2 separate regions of the Mus musculus genome follow, and region 1 is linked to region 2. The links are chromatin contacts, called in public Hi-C maps. All regions are on one chromosome and are shown on one strand. Each heading gives the region's core, a stretch centred on a gene start, on an enhancer-like site or on the middle of the called end of the contact. The rest is flanking DNA. Distances are from core to core; before and after follow the strand shown. Region 1 holds the start of D830032E09Rik (RIKEN cDNA D830032E09 gene). Region 2 has its middle 41 kb from the start of Gm15389.

The links. Hi-C and Micro-C count contacts between places; a contact is called where the count stands out from the background.
Region 1: a contact with region 2 is called in a Hi-C map of liver, with 3 times the contacts expected there. The contact joins the promoter of D830032E09Rik here to the enhancer-like site in region 2. A contact is called at or near these places in 3 of 484 Hi-C or Micro-C datasets (the Patski cell line, liver and uterus).

Annotation. Positions count from the first base shown.
Region 1 is chr1:107,915,867-107,920,655 of GRCm38.p6, forward strand. D830032E09Rik (RIKEN cDNA D830032E09 gene) reads left to right here and starts at 1,393. Exons shown (of 5, transcript NR_102307.1): 1 at 1,393-1,486.
Region 2 is chr1:107,644,102-107,648,878 of GRCm38.p6, forward strand. No RefSeq gene overlaps it. Among named protein-coding and RNA genes, the nearest start is that of Gm15389, 41 kb to the right of the region's middle. Within about 2 kb of position 1,555, at least 11 of the 459 cell types and tissues checked have an H3K27ac peak or open chromatin away from gene starts, as enhancers often do. A contact at or near this core is called in liver, where this site is marked.

The sequences.
Region 1 (4,789 bases), core at 143-2,642, 270 kb after region 2:
TGTTAAAGCATGATGTGTATGTACTCTTTGTCCTTGGAGCACTCATCTCTACCTTGAATATGCGATTGGTTTAGGTTGTCCAAATATGCAGCTTCACTGATGATGTAACTGCTTTCTGTTAAGTGTCCACCTAAAACATGGATTATAAGCAGTTTACTGAAATGCCTTGTTCTTTAACTAAAATATTTCTTAATGAACTGAAAATGGAGGGTATTCTAGAATGCCTAGAAATAGGGTCTCTCTCTCTCTCTCTCTCTCTCTCTCTCTCTCTCTCTCTCTCTCTCTCTCTCTTCCTATTTCTTGTCTGTCTCTCTCTCTGTCTCTCACTATCTCTCTGTCTCTCTCTCTTACTCATTCTGTGTCTCCTGTCTGTCTGTCTGTCTGTCTGTCTCTCTCTCTCTCTCTCTCTCTCTCTCTCTGTGTGTGTGTGTGTGTGTGTGTGTGTGTGTGTGTGTCTGTGTGCCTGCACATTGTGAGTGAGCACGCATGAACCCTAATATTCTGTTTTGTGCATGTTTTTATGTAGGAGTGATTAAACATTTTATATCAACCCCAATGTTCCTATCTCCAAAACCCTTAAGCATCCTTCCTGTATCTGAAGTGCACCAAGCATCATCTGACATCTCACCCTTTGTAAATATACCTCAATGATAAGTGAAAGTTTTAGTCAATCAGGCAAGATAACCATCACAGCAAATAAATCAAGCAGAATCTTAAATCCAGAAACCGTGTAACTGTTCGTATGTGGCTAAATTAGATTAATAAGCAGTCTGATCTCCTCAGTTGTATTCTCTCAGAATGGATTCCATTTCCACATATGCGTATCTTCTTCATAAATGTCAGCATTTATTAATAAAATGAGTTTTTAAAAACTCTTACAGTTCTCTTAGTATATAAGCTTTATGTCCACAGGTAGATTCTAAAATGCCACAGATCTCTCCAAAACTCCTATTCAGGAAATGGTCCCATTTTACTTTTCTGGTTTCTGTAGTTACTACAGAATATCTATTTTCATCTCAGATTTGGAACTAGTCACCTCAAATGAGAGAGAACATGAGACATTTCTATTTCTGAGTTGGGGTTACCTCACTCAATATAATCTTTTCTAGTGCCATCCATCTACCCACAAAGTCCGTGATTTCATCTTTCATTACAGCAGAATAGTATTTCATAGTGTATATGTATTACAGTTTCATTATTAATTTGCTGGTTGTAGGATTTATAGGTTGTTTTCATTTTCTAGATATTGTGAAGACAGCACCAATGAAGTGTATGTGGAACAAAATGTCCAGTCCTTTGGAAACATGCCACGAAATGACACAGGCCAGGTCATCTGGTCGATTTATTTTTAGCTTTTTGAGAACTCTGCACACTTGTTTGCAGAGTGGCTTCAGTGGTTTATAGTCCCATTAACATTTAATGAGGGCTCCACTTTCCCCGCAGCAGGCGTGTGCTGCTGTTACTGGTCTTTGCCACTTTGATTGAGGTAAGAAAACCTCAGAGTTGTTTTGATTTGATTCACATAATTATCAGGGCTGGTGAACAAACGTTTTTTGAGAGAATCTTTTTAGAGATATTTCTTAGCCATTGTTTTCTTTCAGAGTGAAGGGCCCAAGTGTTGAGTTCTTTGGATACTGTGGATATTATATTTCTGTCAGGTGTATAGGTGAGCATGGATGGCATGTGTTGTTCTCATCTGACCACAGTGGCACTGTGACCCGATACCCTGGCATGCATGCCATGGTAGACTATACTTTTAACTGTGAGCTAATGTACACTCTTCCTTCTTTAAGTGGCATTACCACCTCAGCCTACTAAGTGAAAGAATTTTGAAAAAGAAAAATCTCAGTCAGGTGGGAACGGGTCTAATGGCAAGGTAGCTTGCCTCTTAAGAACTCTTCAACACAAATACTTTAAGTAAGTATTCATGCAAGGACTTACTTAACAAGAGAGTCTGTTACATCTTTGCGATTTATTTCTGATATGTGAGGGATAGCATTTCTCCATTTTGAAGCACATAGTTTTCAAGATATTACTTTAGAAGCAGGGACTCTGCTTTCACCATGAACTAGCCAGTTTCAGGAACCATAATAAAAATTAATTTCTGACTATTATGTTTTTTCCCCAAATTCATAGCAGCACAAAATTACTAAGTCATTCATTGTTCGTGTCTCCCTCATCTTACTAGGGGGATTTTGGATGATTTTATGATCAAACAGATCTAAGAGTATATCTTAGTGATGTTTCTGGGAAACGTTTATTTTTCTTGGTGACTAAAAGCAGAGAGCTCTGATCTTTGATTCGACTGCCAGTTTCATTTACCAATTCTGCCTTCAGATATCACCATTCAGCTCGGAACTTCAGAAACCAATGTGAAGTCATAAGATAGGAAGTTTAAGGAATAGAAGGGACACTGACAATGATAGACTGCCAAGGACACAAAGGACACATTAACCACTAATGAAAGCTAAATTCTAATAATCACTTATTTCCACCTATATGACAGCCATTTCTGCTCTCTCCCTCTCTCTCTGTCTCTCTCTGTCTCTCTCTGTCTCTCTCTGTCTCTCTCTGTCTCTCACTGTCTCTGTCTCTGTCTCTCCTTCCTTCCTTCCTTCCTTCTTAAAAACATACAAAACCCTATAAACGTGCGTGTTCTACTTTCTTGATATCAGCACTACACCCAGTTCCCTGTACCACAGTTTCTCTGATGGTGAAGTGGAAGTAAAGATTTCTTCACAAATATAAATCAAGTGTGATGTGTGAGTAAAAATGTTAGAGGAATGTAAATTTTCCTCACGAGAGAATTAAATGTATCTGGCATCAATATTCCAGCTTGGGAGCTCAGGTTTCTTCATTAACGAGAGGATAACATTCACATTCAGAAGGCAGGACTTACGGGACATTAATTATTATACACACTCTTTCCCGCAGACTCACTCACTGACCTTTAAGAAGTCATTTAACCTTCCTGCCCTCTGTTTCTTCCCTCACTGATAAAATTAGAGATTGCAATGCTTTTTCTATGTATGTAATGAGGTTGTTGAAGATAAAATTCAGTGGAATATTCAATAATTTTAAAAATGTAATATGCAAATATATTACATTAATGAATCATTTGAGATTTATACATGAGTTCTCTCATATCTATTATGAACCCGAAATGCTGAAGCCTTAAGCAATACTCAGTTACTGTTTTAGAGTAAATTCTTCTTTGCCTGTACTCTAATTTTATTTTTACATTTTAAAATGTATTTTCTTAGAAATATGAAGGGCAAATATATTTTTCACTTTAAGATGTCATTTAGTTAAGATACTTACTGTATTATTAATAGAGTTTTAAGTACCATTTTATAATTACTCTTCAGTGAAAGAGTAGTAAATTCCCGTGGGGAAACTTGAAATTTATGAATTACAAAAGTAAGTGATGACTTATAATTAAATACAAAATGAAACTTAAAAGATAGATTAGATGCATCTCTATATTTCTTTATAATTGCATTAACAAATTTCTTCAAGCACAACTTATGATGGAATATAATAGCCACCTGTATTTACATGAGATTAGAAAAAGATAGATATACATGTATGTATATCTATGTATGCGTGCTTATGTGCAGCAGTGTGTGTGCCTCTGTATAAAGTTATAGGTATGCATCAGAGAATGTAGTGTACCCACTAAAGATCCTGGATCCCTGTGCCCCACCACAAAGGATTGGATCAGATACATGGAGAGTAGAAGGAACAGCCAGTTTATTAGGGAGAAAAATCACCTCTGAGAAGGAAAATGGCCTCGAGCTGAGGATAGGTCAGAAGCTCAAGAGTACCAGTGCTGGGCAGATTGGGGCATTTTTATATTTTTACAATGCACACTTTTCCTGCTTGTACTCTGTTACATGTAAGCTTTGGTTATGGAGGGGACATTTCGCTGTCTTTCTCTGCCATTTGTTTCTTTCATTTGCTGATCTTTATGCTTTTTTCTCTGTCCTAGTTTCTTCCCACATAACAGATGTGGAATACAGAGAGGTAATGAATAGCATTTGCCGACATCCTAACACACACATACGATTCTTACCTTCATGAGTGAGATTCTGCTTTTTTTTTTTTTTTTTTTTTTTTTTTTTAGGGTTTTATTTATTTATTTATTTTTTTATTTTTTTTCCATTTTTTATTAGGTATTTAGCTCATTTACATTTCCAATGCTATATCAAAAGTCCCCCTTACCCACCCACCCCCACTCCCCTACCCACCCACTCCCCCCCTTTGGCCCTGGCGTTCCCCTGTACCGGGGCACACAAAGTCTGCGTGTCCAATGGGCCTCTCTTTCCAGTGATGGCCGACTAGGCCATCTTTTGATACATATGCAGCTAGAGTCAAGAGCTCAGGGGTACTGGTTAGTTCATAATGTTGTTCCACCTATAGGGTTGAAGATCCCTTTAGCTCCTTGGATACTTTCTCTAGCTCCTCCATTGGGAGCCCTGTGATCCATCCATTAGCTGACTGTGAGCATCCACTTCTGTGTTTGCTAGGCCCCGGCATAGTCTCACAAGAGACAGCTACATCTGGGTCCTTTCGATAAAATCTTGCTAGTATATGCAATGGTGTCAGCGTTTGGATGCTGATTATGGGGTGGATCCCTGGATATGGCAGTCTCTACATGGCCCATCCTTTCATCTCAGCTCCAAACTTTGTTTCTGTAACTCCTTCCATGGGTGTTTTGTTCCCACTTCTAAGGAGGGGCATAGTGTCCACACTTCAGTCTTCATTTTTCTTGAGTTTCATGTGTTTA
Region 2 (4,777 bases), core at 305-2,804:
TGATGTTTTGTACTTTAGACTTTTTTCTTCTGTAATTTTTGTCTATTTCTTTTGCTTTTTGCCACATAAATCATACAAATTCTGAATATCATCAACACAGGTGAAATGTACCTGTCTTTTTGAGCATTTATCACTTCTTTGTGCCAAAACCATTTAGAAAAATCCTTTCTGTTAGTTCCTTTGAAGTATACATTAACTATCTATGGCAGTTCTGCTGTGCAATAGCCCATTATAGCTGACTTCTGCTTGTATTTATTCATTTTAGTATCAGTATCCAGGTAAATTGTAACCTGATCTTTGTAAAACTGCATATATGTTCTCTGCTTGCATCAACTTTGCATTGTAGAAAGCAGAGGCAGAAAAGCCTTGATTCTCATGAAAGATATTATGCCTCCAGAGAAACACGTGAGTCCTAGTGTTCTGATAAGGCATCAGAGTATCTTTGCAACAACAACATAAAGGGCCTTCAATGCCAGCCATTATAGTAGGACAGAAGCTCAAGGTCAACCTGCCAAACTATTGGGACCTTGTCCAGGAATAATAAGTAAAAATATATTTGGAGATGAGTCTTAGTCATACATAGTCTGTCTTCCACATGGGAAAAACTGGTTTCACTCCCCAATGCGGGGGTGTAGGTGGGGCAAGAGGACTCTAAACATCAAAGCTCAAAATGTAAAACACATAATTATTAAGCAGAAATCGTTCCTGCTGCTTATTGGTTTCACTCCTATTTCTTATGCAAGGAGAACTTTGTGATCCCCTTAAATCTGCAGTCTCAAACCTGACTGACTACCATAAATTACAAGATCAAACATCTGGGCATCTCAGTTGCTCCAGCTTTTGACTGAAGTAAAATGCAGGTCTCTCTCTCTCTCTTTCTCTCTCTCTCTCTCTCTCTCTCTCTCTCTCTCTCTCTCTCTCTCTCTGTGTGTGTGTGTGTGTGTGTGTGTGTGTGTGTGTCTGTTTGTCTGTTTCTGTCTCTCTGTGTGTGTTTGTGTGTGTCTGTCTCTTTCTGTCTGTCTCTGTCTCTTTTTGTCTGTCTCTGACTCTCTGTCTCTCTGTGTTCGTGTGTGTGTGTGTGTGTGTGTGTGTGTGTGTGTGTGTGTGTATGCTGGCTCACGTGTTCCTCCATCTGAGCTGTCCCACACTCACCTTCTTTCCCTCTGCCTCCCTCCCTTCCTACGCCCACAGCCGGCTGGCAGTCCAAGAGTCCACCCAGTTCTTCCATCTGGCAAGCAGATTCCGCTTCCCTCACAGCTCCTCTTAAAATTGACAGTTTCCCTAAAAACAACCTAAAAAGTTCCAAACTGCACACAAAACAAACAAATAAAGCAATTAATGTTTTCCTGTCTACATACCAGCAAGGGCTTTCTTCCTCGTGCACTGGAGCTCTGTGTAGTCCTTGAAGGTGGCACAAGATCTCCTTACCTGCCAACCCAGTCATCAGAAGCCCTGGGGGCCCCATTTCAGATTTGAGACCACTGGAAGCCTCCCTTCGCTGCTTTTATACCAAAATGCTTTCTTTCCTCGATTTCAATGTTTGTGCCCAGCCCTGCAGTATCTTCTGTTAACACTCCTCTTTCCCCACAATGCAGCTCCTTGATCTCTGCTGATCTGATAGCTCCTGCCAGTGGTTGTTGCCTGCTCTTTTGTCTCATTCTCAATTTTCTCCCTAAATGAGGAACCAGGAATTCTGGGTAATACTTCATATCATCTTATCATCAGAGGGGTTTACTCTTGGGAGCTCAAAGGTCCCCACCCCTGTGGAGGCAGGTCTCCTACTGCTATCCTAGGGTCCAGGAAGTTAACCATTCTTCTGACCAAGAGTATTTGTCCACATTGCTTATTCGCCTCAGAGCAGTTCATGGTGGGACCAGTCTTTCATCAACAGCTAAGAGGGCCTGTGCAGTCTGTGGAATCCTGAAAGTCTACTTTACAGTAAAGAGCAAGTCTGCAGTGGCAGATAGAGATAATTCCCGAGCACTATTAATACCTTAGAGAGATAGGAAGATGTGTTATTTCCACAAATACCACAGAACAGAAAGTGTGTTGAGTACTCCTTTATGCACATGCTAGATGTCAACGCTGTCCTGAAATAGAAAACCACTATTGGTGGTGAAAAATAAAGTAGCAGTAGATGCAAGGGTTAGGGTTGCTGGTGTGGAATCTGGGACAGAGTAATCATGGACTGTGTATTGGGCTGAGGAGATGGGAACAAGTGCTTGTCTCACAAGCATTAGGAGCTGAATTGAATCCTTAGAAATCGTGTTTAAAACCTGTGTGGAGACAGGAGAAGTTCTGGGACTTGCTGTATTGCCTAGCTCCAGAGTCATTCCAAAGACCCTATCTCAAGGGAATAAGGCAGAGAATGACAGAGCAGGACTCCTGAAATTCTATTATGGCTTCCAGACATAAGTGTAGGCCTCCTCCCATGCACACCCACTACAAACATACCTAATACAGGCATGTCTAAGACATACATTATATACACTCTACACACATATTACATACACACACACACACACACACATACACACACTATACACACACACACACACACACACATACACTGCATGTGTTGCCTTGTAATGTATATTCAGTTCAAAAGATGAGTTTTGAGTATGCAAGGCTATTTGTTGGAAGCTGCTGAGCCTTTCTCCACCAACACACATAGGGCTGTACTTCTAGCAAGTACTGCTGTCAGTTGTCAGTGACAGAGTGAAAGCTGACTCCTTTAGTCTGGTAAGACTGCTCTCATCTTAGGGAAACTTAGCTCTGGTCATAATCATTGGCTCACAATCAAATGTATTTCAGTCTGGGTATGACAGCTTGGCATGCTCAAGTGATGGTTGTTTGTTTATAACAAACATATTAATATTCTGGAACTTTCTGAAACTGGAAGCCCAAACCTATGTTGGAGTGTGTGACAAAGTTTGAGTGTGTCCCTGAGGAGTAAATGCCATTTTACCATTATACAGCTGGAAAAATGAACCCCATGCCCAATAGCACAGTGAAGGCTTTAATTACTCTAATGCCTGAAATCACCAGCAACATATACTGAGCAGTAAGACCATAATGCAAGCACGTTGGGACCCCTAACATTGCACAGGCTTTCCCTTCCCTCGCCTTACGTGGACCTGAGGTGCAACTGGCCACTTGGATGTGAAGCAGTGTAAAGAACGTGTTTATTTTCTGATAAGAAATGCAAGATGTTTATGAAGAAGGAACCGAGGCTCCAAACAATTAGCCTTTGAGGTAGAAAAGTTGATACTTTTTTGTATTGTTCAAAATACATCAGTGAAAAAAAAAATCACCAGAGTAAGGTTGGTCTTGAAATTTTCTTCCTGGGTGGTGTTTATTTAAAAAGTTATATTATCTTATTAAATACTCAGTGAGATTAATGCTTTTTACCAGTCGGCCCCTCCTTCCCTCCCTTGTCTGTCTTCTTTCTCTGTCTCTCTCTCTGTGTGTGTGTGTGTGTGTGTGTGTGTGTGTGTGTGTGATATGAATGTGAGTGCAGACTCATTTACTGGCCATAGGAGAGCATCCGGTTCCTTGGAATCGGAGTTAACAGGTAGTCTGTCTGTGAGCTGCCCTCCATGGGTGCTGAGAAGCATATTTCATTACACATTGTCAACTGCTGTGCCATCTTTTTGATCCCTCATGAGATTTTTCACTGCTGTATTTTGTGGTGGCAGAGCCACATTTCCCTGTGAGTGTAACTTCACAATGATCATCACTATCCAAGACTGTGCTAAGTTGGGCTGTCACATGAATTTGGGCCACTTATGTCTTCTTTACTCAGCACAGTAAGTTGAAACGTATCCCACAGATTTAAGGGTTTCCTTGTCTCTGACTTCTTGGGTAGATTTTACTGTAGATCTTACCTGGCGGCTCCCAACAGTTTTATACAATCCCCAACTGACTCTCTCTCTCTCTCTCTCTCTCTCTCTCTCTCTCTCTCTCTCTCTCTCTCTCTCTCTCTCTCTCTCCCTCTCTCTCTCTCTCACACACACACATATACACACACATACACACACACATACCTCTCTTCATACATCTCTACTCTGACATGTTGGTCTTAACATCCATATTAACATTGATAACTAGAAATGAGCAGAAGTTTAGTTTCTCCTAGAATATTCATAATATTGTAGGGAAAAGTAGAAAAAATGGATATGGAGAACTGCCCTCCCCTCGCAAGACAAAGAAACACTATGCTTAAAATAATTTAGTACAAACTAGTAAGATTTCCTTCCAACTATAGATTATTATGCTAATATAATGAATAATTGTCATTAACTTTCAGTATGAGATGTGGTTACAGCTTATCAAAGAATCACAGATAGGCAGGGAGCACTAGGTTCCTGTCTTTCATAACTAGCAGCCAGTACTGGGCTATCTAGAACCCCTCAGTTTATCCTAGAGTTACAAAGTTACAGGCAGTCTTTGGGCAGAATCCACTAATACTTAACAGGGAATCTCAAATTCCAAGATACACACTAGATAGGGCTTCATATCCTGAGCCAATATAATGGCCAATCTGTGGTAATACTACACACTGGGAAGGTTGAACTTTCTGAAGAAACTAGCCAATGAGAACTAAACAGGGCAGGGAAAGGCAATACAACAACCACTGGTTTGTTGCAAATCCACACATGAGACACTTGTCTCTTCTCTACAGTAGTGCCCAGCTTTGCAGAGTTGTAAAATAAACTGCTTCACTTTCTATACTCTGAAGCTTCAGTACCAATAAAGCAGGGATCACTGTTTCCAG